Linked DNA regions of Ovis aries: region 1 is linked to region 2. Evidence: chromatin contacts called from public Hi-C data. All regions are on one chromosome and are shown on one strand. The core of a region is the stretch at or near the end of the contact, and the rest is flanking DNA. Distances in the headings are between cores, read along the strand shown.

What was found. A called contact is a pair of places that touch in the nucleus more often than the background predicts.
Region 1: a Hi-C map of muscle shows a contact between it and region 2, with 2.2 times the contacts expected there. The contact joins the promoter of ME3 here to the promoter of PRSS23 in region 2. A contact is called at or near these places in 3 of 16 Hi-C or Micro-C datasets (muscle, omental adipose tissue and tail adipose tissue).

What each region holds. Positions count from the first base shown.
Region 1 is chr21:8,414,748-8,421,110 of ARS-UI_Ramb_v3.0, forward strand. It overlaps ME3 (malic enzyme 3), which reads left to right and starts at 4,926. Exons shown (of 14, transcript XM_042238349.2): 1 at 4,926-5,153; 2 at 5,505-5,702. The coding sequence starts at 5,520. It overlaps LOC132658336 (a long non-coding RNA gene), which reads right to left and starts at 5,704. Exons shown (of 2, transcript XR_009597802.1): 1 at 5,484-5,704.
Region 2 is chr21:8,281,059-8,287,508 of ARS-UI_Ramb_v3.0, forward strand. It overlaps PRSS23 (serine protease 23), which reads right to left and starts at 1,494. Exons shown (of 2, transcript XM_004019398.5): 1 at 1,392-1,494. It overlaps LOC121817470 (a long non-coding RNA gene), which reads left to right and starts at 1,811. Exons shown (of 4, transcript XR_006057383.1): 1 at 1,811-2,338.

The DNA of each region.
Region 1 (6,363 bases), core at 3,676-6,175, 140 kb after region 2:
TACTGTATAGCATGGGAATTCTATGGAACGCTCTGTGTTGACATAAAGTGGAAGAAATCCAAAAAAAGGGGGGATATATGTATACATATAGCTGATTTACTTTGCTATATAGAATAAAATAACATTATAAAGCAACTATACTCCAATAAAAATTAATTTGAAAGTACAAAAAAAAAGCAAATAAAAAGTAAAGATCACTCCACCAAAAACCAATGTTGGAAGTAATATTAGAATCCTAGTTTATCCAGGAAAATGATGGGGCTTAAAGAGGTCACATCTGGAGGAGGGCATGGCCACCCACTCCAGAATGCTTGCCTGGAGAATCCCTTGGATGGAGGAGCCTAGCAGGCTATGGTCCATAGAGTTGCAAAGAGTCGGACACAACTGAAGCAACTTAAGAAAGTGAAAGTGGCTCAGTCATGTCTGACTCTTCGTGACCTCACGGACTACACAGTCCACGGAATTCTCCAGGCCAGAATACTGGAGTGGGTGGCCTTTCCCTTCTCCAGGGGATCTTCCCAACCCAGAGATCAAACCGAAGTCTCCCACGTCGCAGGCGGATTCTTTACCATCTGAGCCACAAGGGGCTTCCCTGTGGCTTAGCTGGTGAAGAAGCAACTTGGCATGCACTCAAAGAGGTCGCATAAAATGCCCAAGGTCACACAAGCTCATCCCTGGTGAAGTCTGGACGGTCTGAATGCAAAGCTGTTGCTTTTACAGCTTTGGTATGAGCTTCCTTTGAGGCTCAGAGAGGGAGAACACCTAAATGAATCACTTTAAAGAGAAACAGACTGTAAAAATGCAAAAGGAGAGGAATTTGGGGAGCATGTGGATGAGAGGCAAACTGCTGCAGGTAGAGGAATCTGAGAAGACTGGCCAGAGAATGTGGTGTCTGAGTGAGGCTGAAGGACGAGGCTTTAACAGGCAGGTGCTGGGAGCAGAAGAAACTGCCTGAGCAAAGACCCTGAGTGCAGGGCATGTAGGCGGAGTGGTGAGGATGAGGACAAGGGGGAAATAAAGGTTCCTCACCATCCCCTTCTTATGTAAATAACAGAGTTGGGGTATCTCTAAATATTCCTGGCAGCAATGTGAGTTAAAGAATTCACAACATTCATAAAATGTTGCATAGAATATGATACATTTGTGAAGCAATGGGATTAGCTGAAAAATAATGAATTTTAATGCACCTTCATTTCTTTGTTTTAAACCTATAGGTAGAGTCATTAAAATCTGCTTACAAAAGACAAGTCATCTTGCTTTGAGACAGTCAACTGAACTAAAACCCTAAGCTGCTTTGACACCCTTTTACCAATGCACCAAATTTGTTTTTAACAAGTCCAGCTCTTAGAAGGATATGCACAAATTTGATTCATATATGTTTTATTTAATTCATCAGACTGGTTGCATTCTCACTGTTAGGTACTATCCTAGGTACTGGAGATGCAAAGAATCATAAATGGTGGTTCCACTCCTCAAGGAACTCAGTATAGTGCTGTAGAGCAACAGATAGATATGCAAGTCTCTGCAATCAGAATGAAAGAGTAAAGGTCCTAAGTGCACTGGGAATATGGGAACCTTGGCCAGGGAGGATGCGAATGGGACTCCTTTCCTTCCACTCCAGGAAGCAGCATCACAACCACAACTTCTGACAGTAGACAGAGCACGGGATGTGAAGGCAAAGAGACGGAGACAACTTTTACAGAGACTCATGAGTTCTATAGTGCAGAATCAGACCACAGGGACCACGGGGCTGGTTTGCTAAGGAAGTCAGAGTAGTATGGAGCTGAAAAAGTTCTGAAACATGTCCATAGCCCTGAATCTGTCCTCTGTAATCCTATGTTCAGCTCTAAAATTAAGGAAGACGCCAGGAAACCAGAGAGGGAAGCCACACCTGCCGGTAATAATTGTGAACAGTTTCTGAGCATACACTCCATTGCAAACACTTTCCTATAAAATGAGTATTATATCCAGACCAGTAGTAGCCACTAGTTCCCAGGACCCATTCTCCCATTGTTCTTTTAGTAGTAGACGCCCCCACTGAGCTTTAGCAGAGGGTGTTCATGCCTTTCTGCTAGAGACAGTATTCCCAGGCTTCCTGGTAGCTGATGGGACTGCATGACTTCCATTTCACCTGCAGAACGCGAGTAGATGTCACATGAGCCATATCCACATCATTTCCCTAAAGCAGTGGCCTCAACTTCCTCCTCCTCCTTTTCACATTCATGCTTCTGCAGAGAGACGGACAGCACCCGAGAGAAAGAACCTGTGTGAGGAACAGGGCAGCCCTGTCCTCATCACTACTTTCTGCCATTCCACCTAGTGAACCTGCCTTTAGCACCTTTTTTTTTTTTTTTTAACTTGGCCAAAGATCAACACCTGTGATAGAAAAACAATATTGTTAGGCTTACATCTGGGCTAAGGGAATATAGCACACATGAGAGAATCTTAGACATAAGCTGCATGTGCTCTAGTGAAGAGATTTATAAAAGTCACACTGGCTTATTTGGGAACATTTGTCTACATCCTGGTTTCTAGTTAAGTTTCAAATGACTGAGGTTACCTATTCAATGTCCTCCAGGTGAGAAAATGATCATTGTATTGAGGAAAGTTAGAATCATTCAAAGGTTTTGGATGATTTACTACATGCCAGGTACCAAAGATGGAAACACACACATACACATACATTCTCTCTCCCCCCACCACCCCCCGCTCAAGATGTTTGCTGATGGTAGGAAGATTGGCAAATATAAAAACAGTGTTGACAGGAAAGTATCAGCTAAAAATACTCTGAGTTGCAAGCAACCAAAAATCTGACTAAAATAGGTTTAAGGGGTAAAAAAAGGATCAGTTATGTGTTTATGTAAATGTACAGTCCGAGAGTAAACCAGACTACAGGCATTTAAACCCTACTGAATTGGAGTTTCTGTAGTTGCGGGGGGGGGGGGGTCTGTAAATCTGTATCTTGCCCCTCACCCCATCCCCCTATCAGGTAATTTCAATTCTGATTTGGAAAGTACTATTTTTATATAGATTCAGTTCAGTTCAGTCTCCCAGTCGTGCCCGACTCTGCGAACCCGTGGGCTGCAGCACGCCAGGCTTCCCTGTCCATCACCAACTCCTGATCTAGATTACTGAGCTGCAAATAGCAGGTTGGACTGGAAAGGGGAGAGAATGAAGGGGGCGATGGCTGTTTCTCAAGGAGAGGAGGGAATCCTGAATCCATGCAAGGGCAGCCCAGAGTCCTAAGATATCTATTCGGTACTCAGAACAGAGTCAGAGCACACATTCTGAAGGCCGCTTACATGGAAGGTTTGAAGGGTAGTGTAGAGGACCAGGCCACCTGTCCATCAATCTGAGGGTTCACAGTCCATGGAAGTGACTGCCACTTCTGTTCCGTCACCCAACAGCTATTTATTATGCAACTATGTACCAGGCGGCTTCCCAGGTACTGGCATCTTCCCAGGCTTAGCAGGCGTCTTCTGCCTGCCAAATAGGAAACGTGGGTTCCATTCCTGGGTGGGAAGATCCCCTGGAGGAGGGCATGGCAACACACTCCAGTGTTCTTGCCTGGAGAATCCCATGGACAGAGGAGCCTGGAAGGCTACGGTCCACAGGGTGGCAAGAGTCAGACATGACTTAGTGACTAAACAACAACAAATGTACCAGGCACTGAGCTAGAAGTGAGGATACAGGGGTTTACAGGCAAAGAGCCTTTCCCCATGAAGCTTACATTCTAAGGGAAGACAGACAATAAACAATTAGAAGACAAGCTAATTACTAGATGTGTTAAATTTTAAGAAAGGAAAAACTCCTTCATGACCATAGTCCCTAATGGAGGCTAACACTGGATGGAGAAGAGGAAAGGTGTTCCAGTTGAAAATTTAGTGGAGACTTGAGCACCTCATGAGAAGAGTTAACTCACTGGAAAAGACTCTGATGCTGGGAGGGATTGGGGGCAGGAGGAGAAGGGGACGACCGAGGATGAGATGGCTGGATGGCATCACCGACTGGATGGACATGAGTCTGAGTGAACTCCGGGAGTTGATGGACAGGGAGGCCTGACGTGCTGCGATTCATGGGGTCGCAAAGAGTCGGACACGACTGAGCGACTGAACTGAACTGAACTGAGAGCAGGAGCACTCCAAGCTCTTAGCAAGTGCAAAGGCCCTGAGGTGTCAGGGAGCTGGCCCCAGGCGGAAACACAGGGAGGAGGAGTCTGTGTGGCTAGAGCTCAGAGAGACGGAGACAAGAGTAAAAAGGAAGTCGCAGCAGCCAGGATAACTACAGGATAACACGTGAGCACCAAAAAGAGTCTGGGTTTTACTGCACACCCACTGAAAAGTTCGTGTTAAAGAGGGACTTGCTGGTTACTGGGTGGAAAACATCTACCATTAATTCAGGACTGAGACAGACGCCCAAGGTTCTTATCTGCTCCCAATAATTCATGTCTTAGTAACTCGTGACCCTGTATTAGCGCTGTCCGCTAGAACTTTCTACAAAGATGGAAATGTTCCGTATCTGTGCTGTGCTGTGCTGAGTCCCCCAGTCGTGTCCAATTCTGCGACCCCACGAACTGTAGCCTGCCAGGCTCCTCTGTAAGGTCCAAAGCTACTATGGACAGGTGGCTCTTGAGCTCGTGACACGTGGCTAGTGCGCCTAAGGAACTAGAGTTTAAATATTATTCCATTTAAAGTAGCTTGTTTAAGGGTATAGAGCCACGTGAGGCTAATGGCTATATACTTGGCAGCCCAATGCAGCTCAGAGATGGGTGCCTGAGGGTTTTAACTCCTTGTCGGGAAGCCAAGGGCCTCCTGGACCAAATGCTGGGGCTGTAAGAAGGTCCATTGACACCTAAACGCTGAGCCCGCTCTGTGCGCTCGCCTTGTCAAGACAGAGCGGCTCGCGGCGCATCCTGAGCTTCCTTTACAGTCGGCGCGGAGGCAAGCGAACGCGGCTGTGCGGCGCCCCCGGGGAAGCCCCGCGCGGCGCGCAGAGGTTTGGGGACTCGCCTCGCAGGGCGCACCCGCTTCCGCGCTCTCGCGGCCGCCGGCGCGGTCCAGCCATTGGCAGGAGACGAATAACGGCCCCGCAGCGTCTCGCCCCGCCTGCCCCGCAGCGGGGCCGCATAGACAGCGGCTCCCGGCGCAGCACAGGTAGGCTGGAGAAGCCGGGGAGACCGAGGCGCGCCATCGAGCGGACTAGGAGGTTTGGGGACCCTCCTCGCTGCTGGGTCGCCGCTGCCTCTCTGCGGGGATGGAGGCGGGCGAGGCGCGGGCTGCCGCCCGCACCGTATCTGCTTCCTGAGCTTGCTTTCGCTTCGGCCCGGCTCACCCAGGCCTGAGCCTCGCCGCTGAGCCGCGAGAGCCGCACGGGGGGCCGCGGGGGAGGGGGGGCGCCTGCGCCCCGGCGGGACCCCCGCCCTCTCCCCGCGCACGCGTGCCTGGCCGCGCGCGGGTCCTGGCCGGCCCGAAGGGCCCCCTGACCTTGGTGTCTCCCCGTGCCAGGTCTGCGCCAGGACCATGGGCGCCGCGCTGGGCACCGGCGCGCGGCTGACTCTCCGGCCCGGCCGGGCCTGCGGCGCTGTCCGGAGCTGGCCGACCCCCGCTCCCGCCCGAGGCTGCCACTCCAAGGCCCGCCCGGCGCGCCCCGTGCCGCTGAAGAAGCGGGGGTACGATGTCACCAGGAACCCGCATCTCAACAAGGTAACCGGGAGAGGGTAGGAGGGCCCAAGCCGCTCTCCCGGGGCTGGCGGGATGGGCGCCCCGCCCCCGGGGCCCCGGGAGGATCCTCCCAGACGCCCTTCCAGGGGAAGCTTGGTGTAACTCGGTTTGGCTTTTTAGCGCCCCTCTTCTGCTTGCAAAGAGGTCACCAATAATGCGGAAGCCTGATTTCTTCACGAACAACTATAGACTGGGTTGAGATCCTCTTAACCATTCGGACTTGGAGTCAGAGCTCACCTTGATGCTTGCTGATTCTGTTGATTTGGGGCAGTTCATTGAACCTCTGGCCGTCCAAGTTTCCTTATCTGTAAAAGCGAAACAGTTGGGTCGGGAGGGTTGTGAGATTTAAAGAGAAAACAGAGATAGCGTTCTTAGCCCAGTCCTTGACACCCAATGAGAACAAATATCAGCTAAGGTTCTAATTATTCTGAGAAAAAGATTTTTAATTTGAGCCGGCACAAGAAAGTCTAGAATTATGGAACATTCAGACCTTGAAAAGGCCTCAGAGATCCTAATTCAAACCTTTCCCTTTACAAATGAGAAAACAAGACAAAAGAAAAGCTTCTTTTGGTGACCAAGGTCACCAGCTAGTTAGCTCTGACTCTGCCACTGAAATCTGGGTCTGGATCTCTGGTGCTTGGGT
Region 2 (6,450 bases), core at 244-2,743:
TACCTGAATAAGTTGTCACTGTTACAAAAATGAGGTCCATATTAATTACCTTGGAAAAATGCTTCCGTTCCAGTTCAGGCGTGGGAAAGCATGACAAGTTATCACCTGACTTTATTTAAGTGGGAAAAATACAGGTGAAACAACTTATTCAAATGCAGATGGTGTGCATATGATCACAAACGCTTTCACAAGTACATATAGTGGCTTTTGTGGCAGTTTCTGCTTCTCCACTCTACCTCCAATCCACCCCTGTCTAACAGACCTCTTGAGAGGTGCACGTATAAAGTCTATTTTAAATGCTCTATGCACAAGTATGATTCTGAAACAAGTGTAGTAAATAGCTTGGTATTAATTTGGCTTTCAGCTTTTGGCCACAGCTGCCTTCAAACCACAAATTCAACTCTTTATCACAGGGCCTCCTCGAAACGATACTGACACTGGCCGATCTGCGCCAATCCTTCGCGGATCTCCTCCTAAGGAGCCGCACAGGGACCACTCAAGTTCAGTTCCAGGAACTAACAGAAGGCAGCCCTAGCCAACAGGGATCCCGAACAACCAGGAGCTTTCCACCAGCTAGGCGCTATTTCTGAAGTCTCACGGGTGTCACCCAAAAGGCAATAAAACAAACAGGATTTTTATCAGCTGCTTTCTCATGAGATGTTTGAAAGCAAGCCGAATTTGTATTCCGAAGAGGAGTGGGAGTTATCCTTCATCTAAATTATTCTTCTCGCTCTTGTGAAATATTTTTAAAAACTTCTTTCAGCTTTTATTTAAAAATGAACCCACGAAGAATGTCCACACGCTGAAGAGGAAAGATTTGCTTCCAAGAACTGTTGCTAGTTCACACAGCGGTTCCTAGCGCAGCGCACGGCCATCAGTCACAGCGCCAGAGAAGAGGGCCTTTTCTCCGACCTGTTTGCTGCCCTCTCCTTGCTTGCCAAGGTGTGTTCACAGTTACATGCCCAGGGTAAAAAATTAACTTGCAGACCTTGCTGGAATTGCAGACCTTGCTGCAAAACTCAAGGGAAAAAGTAAGTGTGTGTGTGTGTGTGTGTGTGTGTGTGTGTGTGTGTGTGTGTGCGCGCGCGAGCATGCCCAGAGCAGGCTTCTTTTCTATTCCCACCCAGCATCCGAGATGGTAGCTGCGAAAACTTGCTTTTCCCCACTCCATCCGCGGGTGACACCGTGGAAATCCAAACGCCCTGCGGGTCTCGAGTCTCCGTGGAGCTCCCGCAGGCCGCGGGTCCCAGCCCTCGAGCCCCGAGGGTGGCCGAAGCGAGGTCTCCGGGGCCCCCGCAGCCCGCAGTGCCCCTGCCTTGAGCGCAGAGGCCCTCCCTTTGTCCGGTGCCCCCCGCCCCGGGCCGGCGCCCCTCGCCCGCGCCCGCACTCACCCGCGCCGGGTGGCCCGCCGGGCCCCGGCTCGCCGCGCCGCTCAGACAGGTGTGGGCGCCGGGAGGGCGCGCGCAGCTCCCATGCCGGCTCTGCGGCGCGACCAAGTGCGAGCGGGGCGGGCGGGCCGGGGAGCCCGGCCGGCGGCCGACGGGTCCGCCCCCTGCGCGTCCCAAGCCGGCCGCCCCGCCTCCGGCCTCGGGGACGCCGCGCCCCCGCCGCCCGCGGCCCGCCCCCCGCCCGCGGCCCCGCCCCTGCCGCCCCCGAGGCCCCGCCCCTGCCGCCCCCGCGGCCCCGCCCCTGTCGCCCCCGCGGCCAGAGGCTGGCTCGGGGCTGCAGGACGGCGGCGCGCGGCTCAGCGCAGGTGGCCCCCGGCGCTCCCCTGTCCCGGCTTCGCCGCGCTTGCCCGCGCCGGCTCCCGGGGAGCCCCCTGCCGGAGCAAGCCCGAGGCCTTTGCTGCCGGCCCGCCGCCTCCTGCTCGGAAAAACCAGCCCCCTCAAAGTCGACAGCCTAGCGCCGGGGCTCTGGGCCACACCTGGTGTGCGCAGAACCCCTCCGCGAGTTTGCAGAGTTGGAAGCAAATCCTGTGCGCTCCTCACCCCACATGCACTTTTGAGAGTTTTCAGAGTCTTTAGGTGATGCCCGAGCTCCTTCCCGCTTCACCCAGCCTCTGGGGACCCCCCCAGGGGCGGAAACCTGCCTCCCGGTGGCAGGACCGCCCAGGCTTTGCATCCCCTCCGGCTGCACCCAGAGCGGGGCCCCGGGCCCGGAGCGCGGCTGGGGCGAGGCAGCTTCGAGGGACCGGCTGGTTGGGGAGCCCACCGGCCTCGACTCTTTATCGGGGCGCCAGCGGGTGGAGCCACCTCCTCGCCCAGTGGGTCAGCTTCCCTGAGTCACTGCAAGGGACCCACGGTTCAGCTGGAGAAAGTACTGATTACCCCTCTGACAGGTAAGGCCCAGGAGGAGGGTTTTCTCAGTTGAATGACTTGCCCCAATGCACTAAGGTCACGTTTTTTTCTTCTATGAAGCCATTTAGCCTGCCTTTCCTTTCTCCCACCCATGTGTTAGTTCCTCAGTCATGCCAGACTCTTTGCGACCCCATGGACTGTAGACCCCCAGGCACCTCTGTCCATGGGATTCTCCAGGCAAGAATACTGGAGTGGGTTGCCATGCCCTCCTCCAGGGGATCTTCCTGACCCAAGGATCGAACCCTCATCTCCTGTGTCTCCTGCATTGCAGGCGGATTCTTTACCGTCTGAGCCACCAGAGAAAGAATTTCTCCCACCAAAGCCTGCTGTCAAAAAGAGAGGGGTCTCACAGGCTATTTCACACCAGTGTGTTAATGACAGACCCAGGGTGCTCGCATTTGTCACTGATGTGCTTGTCACTGTTGGTGATTCTAAAACCTGAGGGCACTGTGTTAAAGGCAAAAGTATCTTCAGCCTCCGCAGGCTTGGCTTAAATTATTTTCTTTCAAAATGTTGCATTGCTAGCTATAAATATAAAACCAGATATAAACTTGTGTTATAGCTTTTGAACAAGCCAGGAATAAAGCAAAAATAAATTTGTACATCAAATATAAAGTCCTTCTCCCAGAACTATAAAATTTAAATTACTGATGTTTACTCAATAGAACTCGCCTGCCAACTCAGGAGGCATAAGAGACTCTGGATTGGATCCCTGGGTCAGGGAGATCCCCTGAGGATGGTGTGGCAACCCACCCCAGGATTCTTGCCTGGAAAATCCCCTAGACAGAGGAGACTGGTGGGCTGCAGTCCATAGGGTGGCAAAGAGCCGGACAGATGGGAGTGACTTAGCACGCCTGCACGCAGCTGCTGCACGCGTCGTGTATCTTTGGCCCGGAAGTGAGTACGTCCGGGTTCTGGTGGCTCTACCAGTCTTATGGTGTGGCCAGTGCCCTGTACTGAGTCACTTTTCTCACCTCTTTCCTCCCTTCCAGCTACGTCCCTTCTGTTCACACCCTGTGTCATTGTAATAGTTGACTTTCACTTGAGTTGCATGTATCATTCGAGATTAACTTCGTGCTGTCCCTTTCTTATTAGTGTAATGAGGAGGGTGGTGACTGCTGGTGTCAAGGCAGAGCTCACAGAGGCACTGAGATCACAAGGCAGTCCTTGGTATCAGGCGGTTATCCCAGTGACCCAGAATGTGTTTATGTTCATTTTTAAAAATCATAACTATGAAAAAATTAAATTATGGGTCTCCAAGGGTCTATAGCTCCCAACTAGAGAAACACTGTTAACAGTCAAACACCTCACTTAGTAGAAGAACCAGGGAAGGAATTAGAAGGAGAAAAAGCGGGAAGAGACTTACAAAGCACCTATCAATGCAAGGCACTGTGAGCAGTCCCAGGGAAACTCAAACTGGGGCTCTGTGATATCCAGAGGGGCGGGGTGGGGTGGGAGGTGGGAGGGAGGCTCAAGAGGGAGTGGACCTATGTATACCTGTGGCTGATCCATGTTGATGTATGGCAGAAACCAACACAACATTGTAATCATCCTTCAATTAAAAATAAATAAATTAAAAAATATTTTTTTTAAAGAGATGGCCACAGGAAGGCAATCCAGGAACGTAATTAAGAGCATGCCAGTAACATTCAACTATATGAGTACTAGTTCAGGGTCTGCCACTTACCGGTTGTGTAGCTTTTGTAACTTTTCTGCACCTCAGTTTCCTCTTCTGTAAAATGGTGACTACCTCATAGTATTGTTTGAAGGGCTGAATCAGTTGAAACACAGGAAGGCTTAGCACGTGGCCTGACACATAGTAAACCCTTCATGAATGTTAGCTCTTGTTGTATCTGTTATGCACAGAGACAATGCCTTCACTCTGCTTTGGAGCACTGTACTTTAGGACCACCTCAGCTGAATTTGATATTCACTGCCCATTTGCTTTGACAGTTAAATATATATATATGTATGTATGTGTATATATATAGATAGATACTTGGCTGGCCAGGCTTCAGTTGCAGCACACAGTAACTTTGCTCTTCGTTGTGGCATGATGGACCTTTAGTTGAGACATGTGAGCTCTTAGTTATGACATGTGGGGTCTAGTTCCCTGACCAGGGATCGAACCCAGGCCTCCTTCACTGGGAGTGTGGAGTCTTAGCTACTGGACCACCAGGGAAATCCCTGTCCTGGCAGTTTTTGAAATTCCATTGTCACCAGTTTGGGGAGGTAGCATCTTAGAGAACAGGGTAATTTCCCCATCATTCTGAGAGGGAAACTGAGGCACAGAAGGACCCGAGAGCACCTCCCTCTCCTGTCTCCTCTCCCAGAACCAGCCTCAGGCCTCCTGCCCTGCCCAGACAGGACTCACCATGTTTTTGTTTGCACAAGCTCCACCCCCTTCTCTTGCTTCCAGGAGCTGTCGGTAGTAAAACGGGAGGATGCTACCAGGCCCTAAGGTCGTTGCTGTGATTGCCACATGGACCGCAGCAAAAGCAGAGCTGCAGAGGACTTTGATTCAAAGAGAAATGCCCTGTGTAGCAGGTGTCCTCATGCCAAACCTAGATATTTGTTTTTATATTTGCCCAACTCCCGATATGAACAAAAAAATACCACCAGAAAATCCAAAACCCACATTGTTTAAGAACTCAGTTCAACTCCATAATCATAATTCTCAAATACTTTTCATGAGTATGGCTGCTGCTGCTGCTGCTGCTGCTGCTGCTGCATCGCTTCAGTCATGTCCGACTCTGTGCGACCCCATAGACGGCAGCCCAACAGGTTCCCCCGTCCCTGGGATTCTCCAGGCAAGAACACTGGAGTGGGTTGCCATTTCCTTCTCCAATGCATGAAATTGAAAAGTGAAAGTGAAGTTGCTCAGTCGTGTGCGACTCTTTGCGACCCCATGGACTGCAGCCTACCAGGCTCCTCCGTCCATGGGATTTTCCAGGCAAGAGTACACAGCTGAGTTGTTAAAAATGCATTCAGGAAAAGGCCCACACACTTAGCGAGTGCCCAGTCTGTATAAGGTGACTGTATGGGGGCTGTGATAAGAGAGTTGCCGTTGAGTTGCTAAGTGGTGTCCAGCTCTTTTGTGACCCCATGGACTGTTAGCCCTCCAGGCTTCTCTGTCCAGGGGATTTCTCAGGCAAGAATACTGAAGTGGGTTGCCATTTCCTTCTCTGGGGGATCTTCCCAACCTAAGGATCGAACTCGCATCTCTTGCATCTCCTGCACTGGCAGGCAGATTCTTTACCACTGAGCCACCTGGGAATAGAGGTAGGGAGGGAGAAAGCAAATATCCCTCATCTCAAGGAACTGATGCTTTGGATATAACCAAAACAAAATCAAACGCAGGAGAAAGTGAGATACAGGCTGGATCAGACTACAGCTACAGAGCATGGAAGAGGGAATTGTTAATTCCCAATCTGGCAGGTGCTGAAGTCTCCCAAGAAGTGGTAGAATTTGTACTGAAGCTCAGAGGATGAAGCCCTAGCAGAACGTCAGCACACATGGCGTTGGGTTCCTCTACTGCACAACAGTGGGAGAGTGAAGAGGGCAGAGCTAGGCCTAGATTGTGCTAATTGTAGCTATGTTTACTCAGTGCATACTGGGTAGCAAACTTCATACTTGTTAATTCAAGAAAACTGAAAAAGAGGAACTGTGGTTATCTTCACTTCCCAGGCAGGGAGACTGAGATTCAGGGGGGTCGAATGGGATACCAGTGTGTACCATTCAATAACACAGTTGTGACTTCTGCCCCGTCTGCTGCACTCTGTCAGCAGTTTCTGCCGTGTTGTACTGCTTCCCAGACCGGCATTTTCTCGTCCTTACAATAAGGAGGTTGATGAGTGACTGCCATCACTCCAACTCAAAACATCCTTTTGATTCTGTCTTGCTTTTGTTCCAGGCTTGCAGTCACTTAGTAATGCCCTGTTAAATGGCCTCCGTGCAGGAGACAAGATGGGACTGAAAGATATTTGGAAACCTAGGGTGGTGGGGAGGGGAGAGACCCCACACCAACTCTGTAGTCGGTTTCAATGCTCAGTTTTTAAAAAAGAAGTGTAATCGGTTTACAGTGTTGTGTTCA